Linked DNA regions of Capsicum annuum: region 2 is linked to region 1. A link is a contact called in public Hi-C data. All regions are on one chromosome and are shown on one strand. The core of a region is the stretch at or near the end of the contact, and the rest is flanking DNA. Distances in the headings are between cores, read along the strand shown. Region 1 holds the start of LOC107848208 (protein NRT1/ PTR FAMILY 4.6). Region 2 has its middle 41 kb from the start of LOC107846568.

What was found. A called contact is a pair of places that touch in the nucleus more often than the background predicts.
Region 2: a Hi-C map of bud shows a contact between it and region 1, with 2.4 times the contacts expected there. The contact joins the enhancer-like site here to the promoter of LOC107848208 in region 1. A contact is called at or near these places in 2 of 5 Hi-C or Micro-C datasets (bud and placenta).

Annotation. Positions count from the first base shown.
Region 1 is chr11:29,000,899-29,008,254 of UCD10Xv1.1, reverse strand. LOC107848208 (protein NRT1/ PTR FAMILY 4.6) reads left to right here and starts at 4,611. Exons shown (of 5, transcript XM_016692912.2): 1 at 4,611-4,738; 2 at 4,846-4,957; 3 at 5,282-5,499. The coding sequence starts at 4,736.
Region 2 is chr11:29,086,313-29,093,668 of UCD10Xv1.1, reverse strand. No RefSeq gene overlaps it. Among protein-coding and RNA genes, the nearest start is that of LOC107846568, 41 kb to the left of the region's middle. Within about 2 kb of position 3,173, at least 4 of the 5 cell types and tissues checked have an H3K27ac peak or open chromatin away from gene starts, as enhancers often do. A contact at or near this core is called in bud, where this site is marked.

The sequences.
Region 1 (7,356 bases), core at 3,362-5,861:
CATTTGAAATTCATGATAATTAGTAATGAAATTGACTTATTCATAATTTTGGATAAATTATTTGGATCATCGCATTTCATTATGAAAAATTGATAGGTCATTCTGAATGCATAATAATTAGTTATCTTATTAATTAAAGATCTTTTTCAATAATGCTTTATGGTTAAAAAACTACGTATACTACTTTCTGAGGATTATTCATGGGATTATTTTTTTAGGAGATTTGATTTTTATTTATTAATTGTTTGGCTTGTAACTTAACTTTTTATAGTGTTTTTTCTTAATTGATTTCTTCTCTTAAATAGCGAATTCCATCCAATAATATAAATGCAGTATAATAATTAATTCGAATCTTCATAAAAGATTCTGACAATTTAAATATAGATCATTAGGATGTTAGTTGTTATTTTTGTAATAGATCTTATTTGCTTTTTTGTAGTTAGATGCTTCAAGTTAATTGAGCATTAAAATGAGGCATGATAATGGTTATTTAGTTTGTTCCATATTGTTTCTTAATTTTGAATATCGTGAATTTTTTTCATGTATTTTCATCTAAACTTTTTCTGAAAATTTTGTACTAATTGTGATTTAATCTTATTTTTTTAATTGGATTTTATAAAGAAATATTTAGAACTTTGAAAACAACTAAAAAAAGGTTATTAAATCTTAATTAGCTAGAAAGCACTACAAATGTGTACCTAAAGGAGTAGTACTATTTTAAAACTTTATAAGGCATGAAACCTAAAAAAATTCTCAAAAAAAGAATATTTGTTGGCTCAATTAGTGGTCGGTGTAAAAGAAATAACACAAAGAAATGTCTTCCTGTATACATACATACTTTAGCACGCAAATATCTTATTTCTTTAGCATACGAAAAAAATACACGAATCCAATTATTTATTTTACCTTTTTTTTCTAGTTCATTTCAATATCTTTATTTAAAATACTTTATTTTTGTATTTTCATGCAATATATTTAAAATTACAAGATTAAAATATATTTTAATATATTTCACATGTCTATAATAATTAAAAGACACATTATAAAATGTATGATGACCTATAAGCTATAAGTTCATTTAGTCTTGTTGGTCAAAATAAATATGAACATAGTAACTCTCTCCTTAATGACTGATTGTATTTGCTGAAATAAGAACTCACACATTCACATTATGATTTTTGAAAATTTTTCATTCCTAACTAACCAGATATTTTGTATCATAGGTTGCAGCCACAATCTCCTTTTTAAACTTTTTCCACTTCTTCCTCTTTATCAGCAAGATGGTAGCATGTACCTCCTGGAGTTGAACATTCACTCCCAGCCAACTGGATAATTGGTTGAAGGGAGAGAATGGAGAAGAAATATTTTAAATAGGTGGGTCTGATTGGATAAATCTGATCTTTATTAAACAGGTTGATTAATTAAATTAATTATAATATTTTAAAAGAGAGTGAATCACACACGCAATACATGAGTCTAAAGTTGCAGAAAAAATGGGTCAAATGGAGTATTTAATTGGATAGTAACTAGTTTCGTACGGTAATAAAATTCAAAAAATTATAAAAATACACAATTTATGTTTTCAATATTACAAAAAATTTCAACCCCCAAACATATTACAAAAATTTCATATATACATATAATGGTATGTATATGTCGGCTATGTTATGTATATTAATAGGAAAAGAGATTAAAGTAATTACAAAAGTGGGAGATAATATAATTACTTTTACAAGATTAGTATTTATGTTATTTATACAATAAAATTCCCGCAAACTTTCAGTGTCTTTTTAAAAATTCGAAATAACTTTAATGATGTAGTGATGTCTTTTCTCTATTTTACTTAATCATTTAAGTATATAAAAGATCTCTGTCATATACTTTATATTGATTTGATATACTCTTTGGGTAGTTTGGTTTGAGGTACAAAAACAAATAATTTTAAAATAAAATAATAATTTTACAATAAAATTTTTAATGCATTTTTGATTGACAACATTCGGAATAACTTAGTTTGGGACTAATAAATAATTTCGGAATAAGTTATCCACGCATTTGATGGGATAATAATTCCATCATTATTTATTCTTGGGATAAAATGATAAAAGGACATAATTACCCTCAAATTCTTTGTCTCACATTAATAATTAATATGCATACTAGAAATATTTAACTAGAAAAAAATTCTTCACAAATGATAGCTAATATTTAGCGGGAATATAATTTTGGTGCTAATTTTTTTAATCAAAAAATTTGGTTTAACTTGGGGTACAGTGAGTAGTTAAATTTTAGCGAAATTATGATTTTGGCTCTAATTATTTTTCTATATCAAAGAAGTGATCATAGTCACATATATTAATATAGACATACTTTGGTTAAATCATCCTTCGCCTAATGCTCGCTTCCATTTCTACTTGGTTATTTATTTTATTTTATCATCGCCTCTACTTTCTGAAATATTATCTTTAAATTATCATATGAGCAACTATGTTGATTTAATATCTTGTAAACTTAATAATCAATTTTAGGTCGAGCAACATTAACACACAAATTTTCTGAGAAAATAATTCATTTTTTACTACGATGACCAAATTACTATGCATGTACTTCACTCAACTAATTTATCAAATATATTATTACATTACATAAAAACATATAGGTAGCATAGACGTATTAGAATTTTGGAAGGAGGGATGCTTTACTATGAAAAGGTAGATCTAAGATATAAATGTGACCGATTTGATCTTAAGGTTCTTATCATTGAATCAGTTAAACTTTTAAAGTTATAGATCCAAAATTAATTTTTATCGTTTAATATATATATATCGTGTCAGAAATATTGAAATCGCTTGAACCCATTGATTTTATGTTATATCATCCACTACTACTAATTTTAATATACTCATTTGATTCAATTATATAAAAAATTATAGTGATAAAAAGAATTAGAATTTTTCAATGTAACATACTTGAAAATTTTGAAGGATAAAGTATAAAATTAATTAAAATGCAATAAGTATTATCAATAACCGTTAAGAAAGGTTCCCCCAATTTTAGGAAGAAAAAAAAAGAGAGATTATAAGATTTAAATATCTAACTTCACTTAAAAAGGTGCACTCAATCATCATCACATTATATAATACTTTGAGTATTGATTCACACATTTATATTTAAATATTTTAAAATAAATATTACACTACTATAAATAATAGAACTTAGGATTAAGTAAAAAAAAAATTAGAACTTAGGATTAAGTAAAAAAAAAATTAGAACTTAGGATTAAGTAGGATTTTATACCTTCACCAGATTGAAGTCCCAAATTCCCAATTAAAACTATTCATGTTTCTTTTTCTTTAAAAAAAGAAAAATAATTTTGAAACTTCAAATAATAGAAAATAATTGTCTCTCTCTTGAAAAAAAAAAGAGAGAGAGAAAAATTATAGGAATACAAACATAAAAATAATTAAGTTAACTAAAGTGAAGGGTATTTTAGTAAACAAACAATATATTTTTACAACAATGTACTACATATTATTTTTAATACCACAAATCAAGCAACCACTAAAAAATAATCTCAGGATAACTTATCCCATGACAACTAATCTCAGTATTATTTATAACATAACTAATTTCGGTATAACTTGTTTTCAAACCAAACGACTCCTTTGGGTGTGGATAGATAATTGTTGAATCTTTTGTTAGAGCCAAATCAGCCTTAACTCGAAAAAATTCACTAATTTTGACTCAATTTTTTATATTTATATTTTAAATTTTAACACTTATCAACAAGTATAAATATTACATTCTAAGTCAAATAAACAAAAAAGGAATTATAACTTAGAATGTGTAAATTAAAAATTCTAGCTCCATATCTTTAGCCTTTGCTTTTTTCCAAATGCTTTTTAATTGGTTTTGTATTTTTTTGATTTCTTATTCATTGCTCGATAGTTGTAGGGAGTCTAACTAGTCTGGATTTATGTCACATAGATTCTATGCGGGGAAATTGCTCCTTAACAAAAAAAAATTTGATATTCAAAGCTTAAAAGCAAAATCCCTAATTAAGGAATATGTCATCCACTGTATCACAACCTTGATGCTTTATAAGTTTCTCACAGTAAGAGGTAGTTTGGTTGGTTAAAATAATGTGAAATATGGTGTATTTATAATGCTTGCATTAGTAATAGAAGTATTAATTATGCTAGCATTAGTTATATTGAGACTTTTCTTATGCAATGTTTGATTCTATGTATTAAAAATAAAATACATTACATATTTTTCTTTTAAAAAATATTATTTATAAAAATACCCTCCACAAATTAAATATGATAAAAGTGATGTGAGAAAATTTTTAAGGGGTAATTACATTTTTATTCATGTTAGTGCATACATTAGAATTCATTGCATTATTAATTTCTTTTGAAGTATTAACAATACACACCTCAATACATAATAAATTACATTAATTATACATAAACTAAAAATATATATCAAACAAGATACATTATACGCAAGATTAATACATAATTCTTTTTTTTAATATACTCTACCAAACAATCCCTAAAAAGGTCCATATATTCTCTTCAACTCTTTAAATACCCCCAACTTTGATAACTCTCCTTTCTATCTCAGTCCTTTGAATTCCTAAGATTCCCCCACTCTCTTAACCTCTCAACTTAAACCTCTTATAACCCAAGTTTAGATTAAAGCTCACACAAACCATACAAATAGAAAAATAATGGTACTTTCCTCTTTCTTTCTCTTTTCCTTTACCTACTTTAAAAAAACCAAAAAAAAAAAATTGTCATTTTTTCTTTCATGTATTCATCACTCTGTTTTGTATTGCAGGATACAGAGTGCCAAAGCCAGTTAAGCACTTGGAATGGCTATGTTGATTGGAAAAATAGGCCTGCACTTACTAATAGACATGGTGGATTACGTGCTGCCTCGTTCGTATTGGGTAAAACCTAAAAAACCATCTTCTTGGAAAATTTTTATATAAATTGTTATCTTTTTCAAGTTTTTTGGCTCATTCTTGCATGTAAAATTTTCAAAAGAGCCGTCATGTAGCTGGTAAAATTGATGTCATAGGATAAGAAGGTCAAGGGTTCGAGCTGTGATAACAATCTCTTGCAAAAATATAGAAAAAATTAACTTTTGTAGTCCGACCCTTCTTCTGATCCTATTCATAACGAAAGCTTAGCACACCAAATTATCTTTTTTTCTTACATGTGAAATTTAGAGAATTTGATTTGTGTTTTTTTATTTTGGGTGAAAATAACAGTGGTGGAGGTGTTGGAGAATTTAGCATATTTGGCAAATGCAAGCAACTTGGTACTCTACTTTTCAGAGTACATGCATTTTTCACCATCAAAGTCAGCAAATTCTGTGACAAATTTTATGGGCACTGCATTTCTATTGGCACTTCTTGGTGGATTCTTATCTGATGCCTTCTGTACTACTTATTATATCTATCTCATCAGCGCACTCATCGAATTTCTGGTAAACTTTCCATTTCCATTTTCATTTCTCTATTAATTAATATATTTATATTGAGATTTAACTAAATTCAAATTTACATCTAAAAGTTTCATTTACTAAGATAAAAGCAAAGGTAATTATTCATATTCAAAGCTCGAACATGATACCCCTGGTAAAAAAAATACTTACCAATCCACTGAAACTATTGTGACTTCTGTGTGTGTTTATCAATCATTCTCTAGTTTTCCTTCTTCCCCTCTGTGAGGGGATATTTGAATAACCTTTTAATTGACAAAATATAATAAAATAGTAAGAGTTAAAATTTATGTACTACGGTGCAATTAATAAGTCATTTAATAAGGTACTAAATTAATGTACATTTTAGTGCTATCATGATCATTTTAATTGAAACGTTAAAATGGTATTCCATCCATCCCATATTCCATATTACTTGATTATCTTATTAAAAATAATTATTTCATATTTGTAGTATACATTATTAAATCAAAAGAATATTAATTAATTTTTTTTATATCACCTTTATAATTAATTCTTTTTGAAAATGTTCACAATTATTTGTCAAGTTTTCAATTTTTTTTTTTAAAAATAAATTAATAAAATTATTTTCTTATTTATATTTTCTTAATATGCATATAAAAAAATAAATAATCAATAAATATGGACCGAGGTAGTACCAACTTATGTGACACATTCTTTTAGTAGGTCTTCATAGAAGAATGGCAGATTTTTATATTTATAAATGATGAATCTAAATTATCAATTTTTTAATTGTTTACTTTTATGAAGTAGAAATAAAATTTATGCCTGGGTGAAAAATGTTGACATTTATAACTGAACAGGACGCACGTGGATTTTAATTGGGTGAGACATAAAATGAGCAGAAATTAAGGCAAATGTAGCCAATATTCAATGAAACATACTTGGGAAATGTGATCAAACCCAGTAACGTTGCCACGCATTTGATGCACCTATTCACCCTCTTTGTCCTTCTCCCTTTCTTATTTTTTATAAAATACTATTATTATTATTATTATTATTATTATTATTATTATTATTATTATTATTATATTTAAGAATCACTCTTTCTTTTATTAATTAGATTGTTTTTTTCCGTATATTTGAATATACTTAAAGCCGTTATAAATGATAGCGTAGTACTTTGACAAACAAATAGAAGAAAAAGTCAAATTACTTTGAAGTAAAAGTTATGTTTGTTTACTCTTTAATTTTGGCTCTTTCATTATTTTTCTCCTCCTATTTCTTGCTCTTTAAGACTTTGATTATACTCTTCAATTAAAAGTTATATGTCACATTGTTTGATTGGTAGAAAACATGAAGGGTGATATTCTTTAATTAATTAAAAGTTATAAATATGCTTAACTAAGATATAATAAGGACTCAAATTAAATTCCAACAACAGTTTAAGAGTTATACTGGATATATGATGGATAGAATCTCTCAATCTTTAAGCATCATTTTTAGTTTGAGTTCTTGTAATAAAAAAATCTTAGTAAAGTACGTCCCTTTTAATAAGCCTTAATGTAAATTTAAATTAATCGAGACTCATATACAAATAATCGATATTGCGTGGACAACCAGGAAAAGCATGCCTAGTGAGCTAGTGATTACTCATATAAAGTAATGGTTCTATGGATATAGCTATACAATTAACAATCCAATAACCTTATTAGGAAAAGCATCCTAAAGATAGTGATGATTGGTGTTAAAATTGCAACAAGGGCATGCAACTTGGTTACAAAGTGATGCAAGTTGACAATTGTTATGGACTAAAAGATACTTGGGAATTGGTTGCTTTTTTTCTTTTTATCTTCTCTTGTCTCCATTTTCTTTTCTTTC
Region 2 (7,356 bases), core at 1,924-4,423, 87 kb before region 1:
CCGATTGAAAGGAAAGAAATAATCATAATTTTTAGTCTAATGCAAACAAGTGTTATTGTATGCAATATGTCATACTTCAGATCAACACATGTGGTTTTGTTCTCATAAGCAATGATTCAACTATTTATCAAAGACATTTAGCTCCAACTTAATTAGCATTATCAAGATGATTGCCTTGATTAAACAATCTGAAAGTTATGCTCTTAATTCAATTTTATTAAGCAAGCAACTTTATGAATGTCAAACTGCAGGTTGACAATAAATGTACATGTGATCATCTTATTGATGCATCTTTTCAAAACATATCATATGATAGGTGAATGTGCCCTTATTCACCTTTTATAATTTTCAGATTTTGAGGGATCAAATCCCAACATTAGTTGATCCAACCAACTTATCATGAGAACAAGTAACATAAACAATTCTTGAAGAATCTTCTATTTCTTCAACATATGTCAATACTCAATATGCACATTTTCGCGATGTAGCAATCGTTCATGTCAATTTATGAATTTTTATATTAGTAAACTCCAAGTTTACCATGACATATGCCTTTTTTTTTCTTTAGTAAATTTCAGATCTACTATTACATAAATAAATTTTTGAATTTACTACTTCAGAAGTAGATTTCAAAATAACTCTTCTCAGTTATTCTGCCTCATTCGGAGGTGAATTGTGATACCATCATAATCAAGTGCACGTTTGTATTGATAAGATTTACTAAATATTATCACATTCATTCCATGAAATGAATTTATGCTTATAACAATCAAAATTCTCATACAGGAATGGAATATAATCGTGCCTTAATCCTATCATTATTTGATAGCTTATAACCTCTTTCAAAATATTGTTAATTCAAGAGCAAATCAAGGTGTGCATACAATGTAGAGAATTTTTCTCTAACATATCTAATAATCATAATAAGCATGTGAAAATATTATTAATTATCATATTTTCCCTTCACGCTTACATTCGTACATTCAACCACTTGTCTTCTTTCAGATATATTATGCATTGCTACCATATTCACTTCAGAGAATGGAGCATATTCAATGAAACATGTCTCATGCTTTTCACAAACATCCATTATTTTGCTTTAGCCATCATAATATCATCAATATGGTATATTGAGATTTAAACTCAATATCTTATCCATATAAAAAGGCATCTTAGGCAATAACTCGATGGGACTTGAACCCAACATCTTATCATCATGGTGCATTGAAACTTTTAACCCAATGTCTTACCCTCTTAATGAGATGAGATTTAAATTCATCATCGTATCTTTTACAATATTGTTCTTCATGAACAAATTTGAAGCATAAGTGGTTTCAAATCAATTATTTTTTTCTCAAATCTAATAATAGTTATATCATTAGTAGCAAAAGATAAATAACATAAGAAATTACTAACCTTGAAATTACCTTTTTGATTTATAATCTCACCTTATTTGGCAGAGTCTCGCACTGATAACGTGTTACGAAATATAAAGCAAAGAAGAAGAAGAATAGAGAGAGAAGAAAAAGTTATTATTATTTCTCTTGAGAGATTTCTTGATGGGTTTTTTACAATAAAGGAAAAACTTCTTTATTTATAGGAGAAAACTAACCTTGGGGTTTCTAACCTTTTCATAAATAGATATTCACTATATATGGTAAAGTAGACATTCACTATATATGGTAATATATTTACAACAATTATGAAGTTGTTACTAATTTTTAGGAATTCAAGAGACATATCCCAATTAAAATCTCATTAATTGCTCTGTCATTTAATTTTTTATCCTTATTTTTTTATGGTCAATTAGTTTGCTAGTTATGTATCTGTTACTTATGTATCACGACATTAACTTATGCATCTGAAGAGATTTAATGTAATTAAGAAAAAAGTTGGGAGAGAGTATAATTAAATAGCAAACTATTGAGGTTTATGTTATTTGCACATTAATTTTAATATCTTTACTTCAATGATGTAGTGGTTGTTAGGATGGTGGAGGCAATTGATGGTAATAACTTATGATTATGGTGCTGGTGGTAATTGATGATTGTGGTGGTCGATAGTAATAGTAATTGTAATGATAGAAATTCTGGTTGACAGTAGTGACTTGTTATGATGGTGGTGATGGTGATGGTAGTCGGCGGTAGCTTGACTAATAGTGATGGCATCGGTAGTCTTGGTTGACATTGTTGTTAGTGCTGATCTTTGTGAATTGTAATATAGTTGTGATAGGGAAGTGATTGGGTGTAATAGCGACCGGTGATAGTGATTGGAAGTGACAGTGATAGTAATTATAAATATGATTAATAGTAGTGGTTGATGGCCAAAGGTGATTGAGAGATATATGATGATGGGTTGTTGTTGACAACTATCATAGTGATGTATAGTGGTAGATAGTGATGATGATTGTTAGAGTGATAGTGAACAGTCATTTTAGCTAAAGACAAATCTACTATTTGAAGTTTATAGGTTTCTATATGAATTTAATTTAACATTGTAATACTAATCGTATTTATAGTCAAATATTTATAACTATTAGTCAATATATTCAAAATATACAGAAGCACCATTGATTTCCTGAACCCATATACAGGAGTCTAGATTTGCCTCTACTCAGCAAAATTTTTTGAATACATTTTAAATAATTTTAAGACATTGTTCAAGATTTATTTAAGTATAAACAACGTAAATCTCACTCGTTTTGGAGCTAATTAATTACTCTTATTTCAATTCTTTTCAATGTTACTAAAAAATTTTATCTAGTCTACATAGATACATCACTTAATTTTACATGAATATATCAACATCATACATGAATATATCACTCAATATTAATAAACGTAATGAAATAATTTTACACAGATAAATCATTGTTTTCTAAATATCTTGCGACTCTGATACATTGCCAACTAATTTGGATCTCATGCATAATGTATTATGAACAAGATTTTTTTGTGTATTAGTAACATTAACATTGGTCTGATACATAACTTTAATCAGAAACATTAGTCAATGTATCAGCAACATGAAAATTCATCAGATATATAAATTTCACAGAATTATCCAAATGAAAGAAATAAACATTTTCGATCAGATCTAGCCAAATCTTAATCTGTATCGTTGAAATTCTACGATTTTAATAAAAAAAGACGATGTTTTATAAGTTTTCAACACGACAGTTGTATGTGCAGGTCCTGACGAGATAGAGATGGTGAGAGAAAAAAAGAAAATGAAGGAGAAGGGGGTCATTTGCAGTTGTGGTGATTTTTCTGACGAAAATTGAAGCAAAGAGGAGTGGTATTTACTGTTGTCTAGTTAGTTTTAATGGAGGTTTATTTTAGAAGGTTGATGTGAAAAATGGAGGAAAAATGTTGTTGGTGGAGAGGCAGTGAGTGTGTTTGGAGAATAGTGAAGGTGGGTGTTCATGGTGGTGGTGGTGTCGACCGAGGAGAGAAATCGTGAGAGGGAAAAGATGGATATTGCACGATATGGGGGGTGGGGGTGGGGGTGGGGGGTGCGGAATGTAATTCCAAACTTTTTAGAGAGAGAAAGTAAAATCAGGAATCTATGTAATTTTTTTAAAAAAGTTGAGATTTTAAGTATTTATAGTAAGTTAAGAATAATATTATATAATTTTTTCCTTTATTTAAACTTATTAAATGGTCAAATTCATAAAAAGATAATTCAAATATACTTGATAGTTTGTAATCTGAATTATTATGTCCATTAGGAAGCGATCATATCAGAACATCTCATGTGTAAAATTATTTATTCCATTTTTGGAATATAAGTTAAATTCTGGTCACATTAGCAAGCATTGAATAACATCCTTATCTATTATCTGGTAATTGGATGGAGGATCAATTAGATAGGATAAAAGGGTAAGAAGGAATTAGAGAGAGTCAAAACTTTAATTTACTAAATTTCTTATTTTAAAATAACGAATTTAAGTGATATTAATTGAATTCTGAATATATATATATATATATATATATATATAATCTATATCTATGATCTATAATATATTAAAAGTGTGAATACCCTTAGAAAAGTGAGTTGAACTTTTTGCCCTTCATTAAAAGTCTCCTCTTTAGACAGAATTGTTTTTTTACTATTTTCCTCAAATTATTATTTAGTTATTATTAATATTAAAAATTTAAAATTATTTAAAATCCTTATATCAGTTAGGAAAGAAAGTTCTAAATCAATCTAAATCTTACCTTATATGTAATTTATTAATAAATTAAATAAATAAAAAATAATATTGATTTGAATTGAAAAAACCAAGAAAAAGAAGGTCCAAAAGTAAAAAAGAGAACAAAAAAGGAAAATATATAATTGGAAAGAAAATTTAATTGAATTGAAAAGGAAAAAGAAAAGAAAACGTGTGGAGGCAAAAAGAAAAAAAAAAGAAGAAGAAGAAAGAAAAAATAAAAATAAAATAAAACATAAAAACAAAAAAGATTTATATTAAATAAATAAAAATTAAATTGACAAAGAAGTAAAGTAAATTAAACCTAAAATTTCTTATAAATTGAGAATTCTTCCTTTCTACAATAATACGTCCATAATATAGTTCTTAAATAGTTTTTTCCTTTATTATCGTTGTTCATAAATTTGATGTGATTTAAGGTATGTTTTCTAAAATTTTTGTTTTTGATATTTACAATCTTGATAATATCTATGATTAAAGAAATAAATTTGCTTGTGATTTGAGGTAAGTTTTTTAAAATTTTAATTAGTATGTTCTTGAAGTTTATAATAATAAATTATCATGTATTCATGATAGACAATTGATAATTGAGAAGTTTTTAGTGAAATATTAATAGTATTTATGATTGAAGAGACAAATTTTCTTGTGATTTGAAGTAAGTTACCTAAAATTTTAGTATATTTTTTATGTTAAAAAAATAAATTATCATGTATTTTTGTTAGACGGTAGTTTTTGTGATTTTTTTATAATGACTTATATACAATAAATAATTTAAAATTAACTTATTTACAATTTTGACCAAATTCTTTGGATTATATTTCATCATAAGAAATTGGTTAGCCGTTCTAATTGTATACGAATTTCTTTTTTTTTTCTTTTATCCACGTGAGATATTAGGAGATTTAGTTAAATTAACAATCTAGCTTTTAGAAAAGTATTAACTGAATTGAATTCTGATGATATCATATAATTTTATTTGAAAATAAAATTAAAAGAACTGAAAGTAGAATTTTAATCCAATGACTATATATTTATAGTATAATAGGCATATTTATTTATTAATCAAGATATATTTATAGTTTACACGTCGTAGATAAACTTATAGGTGGTAGATGAATTTACACGTAGTAGATGAATGTCGGTCGACTTTGAGTATTTTTTTCAGATAAAGTTTAGGTTTACTTGTATTGTATATATATCTCTGTTTTGAGAATCTTTTTGTGTAAAGGTTAAGTTTAGTTGTATTATTTTGATATCTCTATCATCATATTATTTTGTTATAGTTCACAAGTGTTAGATGAGTGTCAAACGGCTTTGAGAAAATTTTTGTGTAAATGTTAGATTTAATTATATTATTTTGATGTTTCTATCATCGTATTATTTTGTTGCAGTTTGCAGATAGTAGATGAATGTCGATCGGCTTTAAAATTTTTTTTGGTAAAGGTTAGGTTTAATTAATTAAATTTCCAAAAAATGTTGAATTTAATTATTATATTTCTTTGTTACAAAAACAAATATCTTATTTAGTGCAACGTTTAAACTCAATAAAGTGAGGTACACGCGCGAGGCGCGTATACCTAAACTAATATATATATATAACAAATCTTTTAATACTGTTTTAAAAGTCGTTCAATTCGATCAAATTGGTATTCGAACTTCTACCTATCCGCCCTAAAAGAGATGGACATTTCATCTCATGATTATCCACGAGAAATATGAATATTACTATTAATTTAGATAAAGTGAACACAACACACTTTTTTATTTCTTCATACAAGTTAATTATTCCTTTCATGAACAGTTGGAATAATTTTTGTATCATTATATGTAAAGTGAAGACTCTAGAGTAAACAAAAAAGATACTCATCATTCCAAATTTGAAAAATTTAAAAGTGCAAGATGCTAGCGTGCTGCTCAATAGCGTCTGAATATTACAACAGACAAATAAAAAAGATATGGTTTGAGTTTATTTCTCAAAAGTATTATATTTGTTATAAATGTATTTACATTATGTGAATGTCTATTAAGATCTAGTTGATGTCTATCAGGTTTTGAAGTATCTTTGTTTTAGTCAGAAACTAGAAGTATTTCCCGTATAAATAGAGGGGTTTTGGTCATTGTATTCTCAATCAAGAAGAATCTTATGATCCCTCATCTTTCAAGAGAAATAAAGAAGTATCTCTCTTCTTTCTCCATTCTTCTTGTTCTTTGTATTATATTTCATAACACGTTATTAGCACGATACTCTAACTTGCTGACTAGATAGGCTATTAGTCATTTGTTGATAAATCAGGTAACGTTGGAATTATTTGCTGATAAATCAGGTAACGTTGGAATTTTAATTTTATTGATTATATGTCAAATTTTGTGGGAATCGGTCACTAGGCTGTGGCGAATTGAAGTAATCTGTATGTCAATACACAACATATGGCCATGTGATATTTTGTATTTTTTTTTCACGAATTCTTATGTTCATCTTTGTGTTTATCTTTATAATTTGTTCACCCCAGAAATAAAACTATAGTATAGTATAATATAGGAAAAGTTATCATTGACAATAAGTGCACGTTTTGCTAAAAAGAAAAAAAAAATTATGTTACAGTCTTGACTTATCAACTAAGAATGATTGATCTCAATTTTAGAACATCTTGATATATTTTTCCTTTTGTAAAATAAAGATTTTGAACTTTCATTTACTGAGTAGCTTTTGGATAATTTTTTGCCTTATTATATTATTGATCGAGAGTAAGATGATGGATTTAAATTTCAAAAGACATCAGGTTAAAGTCTTGATGCACCATAATAGTAAAATATTAGATTTAAGTCACATCGATTTATGCCTAAGACGCCTTTATATGGACAAAGTCTATGCACCATATTGATATTGATGATATATGATGGCTAAGGCAAAATAATGTATTTTTGATGAAAAGTTAAGAAACTTGTTCATTGAATATATGTCTGAAAGAAGACAAGTGATGATATTTTTCATACACTTATTGTGATTATAATCAAAGATATGTTGGAGAAAAATTCTCTATATTATATGTATGCCGCGATTTGCTCCTGAAGTAGCAATATCATGAAAGAGGTTATAAGTTATCAAAATTTGATAGGCTTAAGGCACGATTATATTTTATTCC